Linked DNA regions of Mus musculus: region 1 is linked to region 2. Evidence: chromatin contacts called from public Hi-C data. All regions are on one chromosome and are shown on one strand. The core of a region is the stretch at or near the end of the contact, and the rest is flanking DNA. Distances in the headings are between cores, read along the strand shown. Region 1 overlaps E2f7 (E2F transcription factor 7). Region 2 holds the start of E2f7 (E2F transcription factor 7).

Region 1 (3,939 bases), core at 349-2,848, 43 kb before region 2:
CTGCCTACCAGTCTTGCATGAGTGGATCTGTCAAAACCACATCGAGTACCCAGCAGCACTGGAGTCTCAGAAATGTAGCTGTCAGGTTCTAGTCCCTGGGATAAGAACTAGAAGGGGGAGTAGACATGAGCCAGCAGTCAGTAGTGGGTACCACGCACGACTGGCTTGGCAAGTTAGAAGCAGTGATGGACTGGAAAGCTCATGCCAGAGAGTTACAGAGCGCTGTCCATGATACGACGAGTTACAGGTGGGACCAGCAGGACCAAATCCATTTTATATGCATTAGACACACTGTGTAGCCCATTCTTCTGAAATAAAGTGAAAACACTATGTGATATTTTAGGTAAATGTCATGTTACAGAAGCCATGCCATGAAATAACTCTCTAAAGCTTCATCATCATCATCATCATTTCTTATATTTTTTTATGGCCCCTCTTTTAGCCCACTGTTTTTGGAGTTGTGCCTTTGAGACGGTCACACAGCATAGATATATCATGTATGGCTTCTGTCCCTAGGACGCTAAGGGCTAAGTTAGTTTTAGAGGGCTTGAGGGATTCATTCATTGCTTCTCAGAGGAGCTTTTCATAAAACATTGTGAGAATGTTCTCATATTTTAAGTTAAATACACTTACTAACTTCAGCCTATAATTCTGTAGTGAAGTGTGAACTGCAAGGCTAGGGATATGGCTCAGGGGGTAGAGCGTTGGGTGTGCAAACAAGAGGACCTGAGTTCAAATCCCCGGCACCCAGAAAAAAGCTGCGGATAGCAGGGTACATCTACATCTCCAGAGCTGGGGTAGCGGGTGGCAGAGACAGGTGGATCGTGAGGGCTGAGATCCCGGAAACAATAATGTAGGTGATAATAGAAGGCACCAGATGACCTCTGCCTCACACACATTTATACAGGCACACACAAGTATACCTCCTCTCTAACTGCTTAATTTTATCAGTGTTTCCCACTTCTTCTTAACCCATTAACATTCCGGCTCTTTAGAGCCCTTGTTTCCAAGAGCCATAGGAATGAAGAAGTTACCGCTGGGCCACACGTAACAGTGGACTTAGATGTGGGAGGCTGGAAAGCAATTTAGTTTGTAGGACGGTTTCTCAAATCTGGAAGCCTTCAGACTAGCAAAGACACAGAATCAGTCCCACCTTAGCACCCAAACAAGCCAACCACCAGAACGACTCTGTTTCATGGGAAATATTAAGTACTTCAGTGGTTATCTAGCGGTGTGAACATCCTGAACAACGGAAGGACATTGACACAGGATATTAATGGGCGGCAGCATCAGTTACAACAGATGCTGTACTTCAAAGGTGCTGGGCTCTGCAGCGTGTTGGAGATTTTGCAACACACACACACACACACACACACATACATACACACACACACAAACACACACAAAACCCAAAAGAACAATGAGGAACACATCTATTGAGTCCTCTCACTTTCAAGGTTGTGAAAACTTGAGGAAACAGAATTAGAAATCGATTTAGTGAGAAGTATCAGAATTACACAGCCCTGTCCAGACGGAAGGAGTCTGCCTCCCCCTTCTTCCCTTCCAGCTCTTCCTGAAGCAGGAAGTGGTTCTGGTAACTTTATTGCCTGGGGAGATGTTAGGCTGGGGGGTAGAGTTTGATTAGGCTTTCTTAGTCAGGAGAAAGGGCACTGGATGTGGTCTAAGGGGATCCGATCAGCCTGAGGCTGGTTTGTGTGGACTCCGTGGGAGGAGCGATGGCCGGAGGAAAATGCATTGCCTCTGTTACAGAGGTTCAGGGTCAAGCCCTCCCCCCCCCCCCACCCGTGTGAACCAGCTCAAGTCCCAGCTGTGTGAACCAGGCTGTCCCACCTAACAATACGACAGCAGAGCTGTCACCTGGGCACTGTGGACCCCATCCTCTGAGGCTGGAGAGATGGGTGGAAGCCAAGTTAGTAGGCTTTGGAGTGGATAAAAGCAAGCATGTCTCACACCGACAAGCCTTTCAACCTTACAAATGTCAGGATCTGGGAAGGTGATCTCACCTTTGACTTTCTGATGGCTGTACTGACTTTGAGTCTCCTCTGGAAGCTCCAACCTTCCAGTTGGACTTCAGATACAAGGCCAAGAGCATGCTTCCGCGCTCCCAACTCCTTTTGCCTTCCCACGCTTTCGGATCAGCCAGATGCTGTGTGTGCGTGTGTGCATACCTGCAAGAACTACAGGGAGGCCTCAGTAAAAAGCACTCGAGCATCCATGTGGCTGTTGTAGCTGCTGTTGGCAGTCTTAACAATAAACTGCAGCCGAGAGAACAGAACCAGGGTCTACGAGACGGCTTGGCAGGCAAAGATGCTCGTCATTGAAGCTGACCGATGGATTTGATCACTGGGACTCACAACTGAGGGGTGAACTGACTGCTACAAGTTTTCCCCTCACCTCCACCCATGTGCCATATCACACAGACACAGACACACACACTGAAAATGTTTTACAAGTAATATAACATACACGTCTTACTAAATACATTTATTTCCATTGCTATTTTATAAAGCTTAGTATTTTTTCTAAAAGGAAAGATTGGTTTACACGTAGTAGTAGCGTTCCAAGTAGGTGGCTATAGATAATATAGCCACGAGGAAAGAGCAGAGCCGAAACCCGGGACAACGAAGCGGCAAGCAGCAATAGATGAACATCTACGTCAGCCTAGCAGTGCAACGAGATAAGCAGGAAGCAGCTCTACATTACAGTCACTTCCGTACAGAAATAGCACCTTACATTGAGCAATGTAAACTTAGCAGGTAGGTTCAAGTATAAGTTATACCTCCCCAACTCTTGTACCAGAATGCAAGGGTTTTGGAAACCCCGGATGGCATGGTTTGAGGTAGCACATCCCCTCAGTGCTGACCCAAAGCCCATGCCCTCCTTTAACAGTTAGTTCTTCTTGCATTCAACAAGAAGCCACTACTGCTGCTTCCCCATCTCAGTCTCTGGCACTCAGGTCTAGCTGGAAAGCTTCAAAGACCAGTCTTCCGGAAGAGCCAGAAGCTACACCCCGTGGGACCTGAATATGGAAGTGACTTTTGTTTTCCATGGATGGAACTGCTTGACGCCCCCCACCCCCACCCCAAGAATCCCAAGTTCTCTGAGGTGAATATGGTCAATTCACAAACAGAATAATTAAGTATAACAATAAGAAAAAGTAGCAACAAAGGTTAACATAAATGAGACTAGCCAGGAGAGAGAGAAGAGGAAAAGTTCGTATCAAAATGTGGATTTCTTAATAGGAATGCTTTGTGGACATTCCTACCCACGAGGGCTCGTCAAAGCAAGCAGTGTGTAGCAGACTCACTCGCTGCACGTGTGTGTGATAATCCTGAAAAGGGGTTACTTTAAATTCTAGCAAGGAACCAGCAGTGTGGCTTCAGTCATAGACACCATGCAATTTTTACCTGACTCAGGAAAAAAAAAACAAAACTTTTTTTAAAAAAGGGAACAATACCTTTTTTTTTCCAACTTTATAAGCTTAGTGTTGACAAAAAATTTGATTAAGTAGCGAATGTGTTAAACAGGCTACCTATCCCAAGTTTCCCAAAGCTAGTGTTGGGGGTAGTAAGGCTAAAAGTATCTGGTAGTTAATATAAAGCTACTCTGATCAGACTCCCAGAGTCTCTTAAATTATTATTTTTTATCCTTGTATATAGTATTTCGCAGGGTACAAAAATACAAAGGAAAAATAGCCTTATATTAAGACTCTAACTCTAAGAAGTTTAAATAGAAGACAGACTGGAAGAAGAGAAAAGGAAGTAGAGGGGGAAAGATTTACTCTGAAGAGACAGGTGTGCGGTAACATCAGTGTAGAACACAGGGAACCCTAAAGCAACCTGGCTCACGAAGGGCCACGTGCACTTTCCAGGACTATTTGTTGGAACAGCCAATCCCCGTGCTCCTTCTGGGAGGACC
Region 2 (3,732 bases), core at 1,156-3,655:
AAAAGACCTTAAAAATGTATTTATTTGGGGTCATGTAGCTGGTAAGTGGCAGAGCAGGATATCAAACCCAGGTTTCTGTGACTGCAAACTCCATGTCCCCACCACCCTTAGGAATCCGATTTATCCTTTAGCAATGGGGAGAGGTCAAAGAGACCCCAATATCCACAAAAACCACTGTGTTCTTATCTCTTGCCTCCTTTCTTCGCTAAACCCCAACCAATTCATTCTAGTTGAGATGGTTTGACCACTTTCCCAATCTCTTAGGTCATTTGAATTTCTCTGCACTTTCCCATGAGAAAACTCACCACTTACTGAGGCAAATTAGGGGAGGGGACCATCAAACCTCAGGGACAGTACTTGGTCAGTCACTGACCAGAACAAAAGTGGGGCACTGAGAGAGCAGACCGCTTTCTAGGCAGAACTATTCAAATTACAAAGGAAAACAGAAAAGTTTTATTTTGGAACTGCCAAAACCAAAACTTCTAAATACACACACACATATATATATATATATATATATATATATATATATATACACATACATATACATATACATATACATATATATATATAGTTGTAGTCTTAAGTAACTTTAAGAATACTCTTTAAAACAAAAACGTCTTGGTATACATGCCCCCCTCTAACAAACATAATAGCTGCCAAATATTGTATAAAGTCTTGTATAAAGGCAAGTCTTTTGTCACCAGGCAGGTTCACTGTTGATGCTAACCTAAAACTAACACTTGGACTCCAGAGAGGTTCAATGCCTAAGGAAGTTGCTACTAGAGATTTCCATTCCAGGTTTCTGAAACTGGTTTGTTACATCTGTTTGCTGTTGCTTAAACAACGCTCAGATTCACAGCTCTGTCTTCTCAAAAGGACATCTGTTCTGCACACCTGTGCTGATGCAGGCCAGGGTGGTTTAGACATTGCTGAGTGTGTGGCTCAGTATATCTGAAGCAGAAGGGCTGTCAACTATTCAGAGGAGCTGGTGAGGGTCAGTCACATTGACCCCTGTCTAGGAGGCAAGGCTGTAACTCTTGGGAGACATCTCTGTAGTTGGTCCATTAGGAGGAAGGTGGTGTTTCTCAGCATTCGGACATTAAATCCAGTATTTACAACAACAAAATCCTGTTCCAGGGAATTAACGCTTTCTAATTTCTTCCAACATTAATTCAACTGCCCTTGGGATCTCTAGGCATCACAAACTTCTGATCACTGCATCCAGAATGCACCTTTGGCTTCAGAAGCTGGTTCCAACACTAATGACTTAAGAGGAGCCGAAACAAAGGTCGCAATGGCCCCATTCTCTAAAAACTCCTCTATAACGGCCATCACAATTATGCTGTATACGAGACGAAAGCTAGGCATCACCATCCAAAACATGCTGGAGACTATAAAGTATTTATTTGTGCTTACCTTTTGTGCGTTCTCTGCATCTTCAATGGCAAAATCTAGTCTGGTCTGCCTGGGGCTGATCAAGTCTTTTAGTGTTAAACAATTCACCTCCATCTGGAACACACAACTATATCAGAAAATGATTTTACATTTATTTCCCCCTACAACAACAACGACAAAATGCCACTTGTGAACATCAACTTTCCCTTCCTACAGCATTCCTGGAATTTTCCAAGAATGAAGACACCCTCCATTCCTCATTAAAACTCACACGGACAAACACTTAAAATATACTTAGGAATCACTGGAAATCTGGGAAGACGAAAAAACTGAACAAAACTGCAATCCTTTATGAAAAGCAACAGGCAAAATAGTTACCAAGGAAGGAAGGTGTTAGGCAAATGCCAAGAAAGTTACAGGGTCTCCCAGGTCAGTTAATTTTGGCGCAAAGAACCGGGAGGAATTCAACTTTGAGTGGGTTTGATCTAGGGGGTAGACTGAAACCTGATCTAGAGACCAACCCATGCGGGAAGCGCTCAGCCCCTCCCTAGGCATCTAAGCACACCCCAAGTGAAACTCTTCCCAGGGGACCCCTAAATCGTGGGGGTAGGTGGTAGTGGGGACCAGCCTCCTTCACCTAGCGCTGCAGCCAGCACAACCCCAGGGGGCACTCGGACCCGGGGCCTGTGGGACGGCATCCAGGGCGGCGGGTAACCCGTCTCCGCATTCCCGCCTCCCCATCCGAGGGGGCCGCACGCTTCCTTACTGTCGCTGCGCGATGGAGGGTCTCTCCGGGGACGTCCGCAGCCGCACGCGTGAGCGGGCAGAGCGTGTAGATCTCAGCGGCCGGCTGGCGACATGGGCAGGGCAGGGCAAGGCTCGCAGATCCTCCGCTCCACCCGCGGTGTCCGCGTAGCGACAGCGTCTCCTACCCGCCTAAGCCAAGCTCCAGCCCTGGATCGCGGTCCCCGCTAAAACACCTCCTCTGGCGCCTTGAGACTGAATTTGAGCATTCACCAATGCGCGGCGGCCGGCGGGGCGGTGCCGACCAATGGCGCGGCGGCACGGCCCGAAGCCCCGCCCCTCGCTGTCTTGGCGCTCGGCGCCGCGCCTTTCCTCCCCTTCGCCCGCCCGCCGGATTGTTGTCGCCTCGCCCCCTCCCCCTTCCGGGTACCTGGAGGCGGTGACGCGGGAGCGTTTCCCGCGGGGACGCGGGCGCGGACGCGGGAAGCCGGGGCGGGGCGGCGCGGGCCGGCGCGCTCTCCGCGGGGCGCCCTTTTGTTGTGGGGGACCGACCCACGCCGGCCCCCAGCGCAGCAGATGGAGCCGGGGAAACGATCCGCACGCGCGGGATGCTGCGGACGCCGCCCTGCCCCCAGCAACCTGCGGGAGCCGAGTTGCCGGGACCTGCCAGGGCGGCTCCCTAGCACCCGGCGCCGCCAGGTGACACGTGAACCCTGGTTAGCACCTGGGCTGCGAGCAGATGGCACGCCCGTTAGCCCTGGGAACAACCCCGGCAGCCGCACCAAAGGGGGTTTTGCAAAAGGTTTCCTGGTGTTCCCTCTCCAGAGCATTAGAGATGGTCGAGAATGTGTTATTAGACAGTTTCTAGTAAGGACTAGCTTGGGGGATGGGGGAACAGTCAAGAATATCTCTGGAATATTACTGATTTCTATTAGACCTTTCACTTCCTTCGGATTCTTATTTAAAATATGAACCTAAGGAAAGACTGCTATTTTAGGCCCCTCTTGAGAAACTCTTGTTTAGAACCGTTTTGGATTTGCACAAAAAACTGAAAAGATACTTTAAAAGAGTTCACTCACATCTAGTACCCAGTTTCAGCCACTTATGTAAGTACAAAGCACTTGTTTAAGTCACTATTTATTCAGGTTTTCTTTTTACCAAATGCTTTTTTATTTCCTGTTGGAGGACATCGCTTTTGTTCATCTCTCCTAAGCTCCTGGTTCAGTTTCTTGGGTTGATCCCCAGATTTTCCCCGAGTACTGTTATTTTGTAGGGTGCCCTCAGCTGGGATTTATAACGGCCTCTTTAACACATGCCCACGAGTATTTCCCCACTTCAACGCAAAACTATCATTCTCATTACCCCGTCTTAGCCGTTCCGTGCAAAGGCCCCACCCTTCACCTCTCAGCTCTCAAAAATGTACAATGAGCCATCAGAAGAATTCAAAATATTTACTCAAGTCCTTCGGTTTTTACTCCAGTCTGCTGGTACATTCAGCCTGAAAATGGCTACCGGACTATACCTTAGAAAAGACCAGAACGCATGTAAAACAATCCGCATGAACAAATAAACAATAGTAGCTTAAAAAAA

The links. A called contact is a pair of places that touch in the nucleus more often than the background predicts.
Region 1: a Hi-C map of myeloid progenitors shows a contact between it and region 2, with 1.8 times the contacts expected there. The contact joins the enhancer-like site here to the promoter of E2f7 in region 2. A contact is called at or near these places in 1 of 39 promoter capture datasets (3T3-L1-derived adipocytes), 8 of 484 Hi-C or Micro-C datasets (the Ba/F3 cell line, the G1E-ER4 cell line, LSK cells and 5 more), 4 of 115 datasets of contacts at active chromatin or transcription factors (the SCID.adh cell line and embryonic stem cells) and 3 of 9 other capture datasets (adipose tissue, liver and pancreatic islet).

What each region holds. Positions count from the first base shown.
Region 1 is chr10:110,785,925-110,789,863 of GRCm38.p6, reverse strand. E2f7 (E2F transcription factor 7) reads right to left here. Exons shown (of 13, transcript NM_178609.5): 13 at 2,480-3,939. Among named protein-coding and RNA genes, the nearest start is that of Gm23698, 8.3 kb to the left of the region's middle. Within about 2 kb of position 1,598, at least 14 of the 459 cell types and tissues checked have an H3K27ac peak or open chromatin away from gene starts, as enhancers often do. A contact at or near this core is called in myeloid progenitors, where this site is marked.
Region 2 is chr10:110,744,112-110,747,843 of GRCm38.p6, reverse strand. It overlaps E2f7 (E2F transcription factor 7), which reads right to left and starts at 2,405. Exons shown (of 13, transcript NM_178609.5): 1 at 2,165-2,405; 2 at 1,420-1,512. The coding sequence starts at 1,512.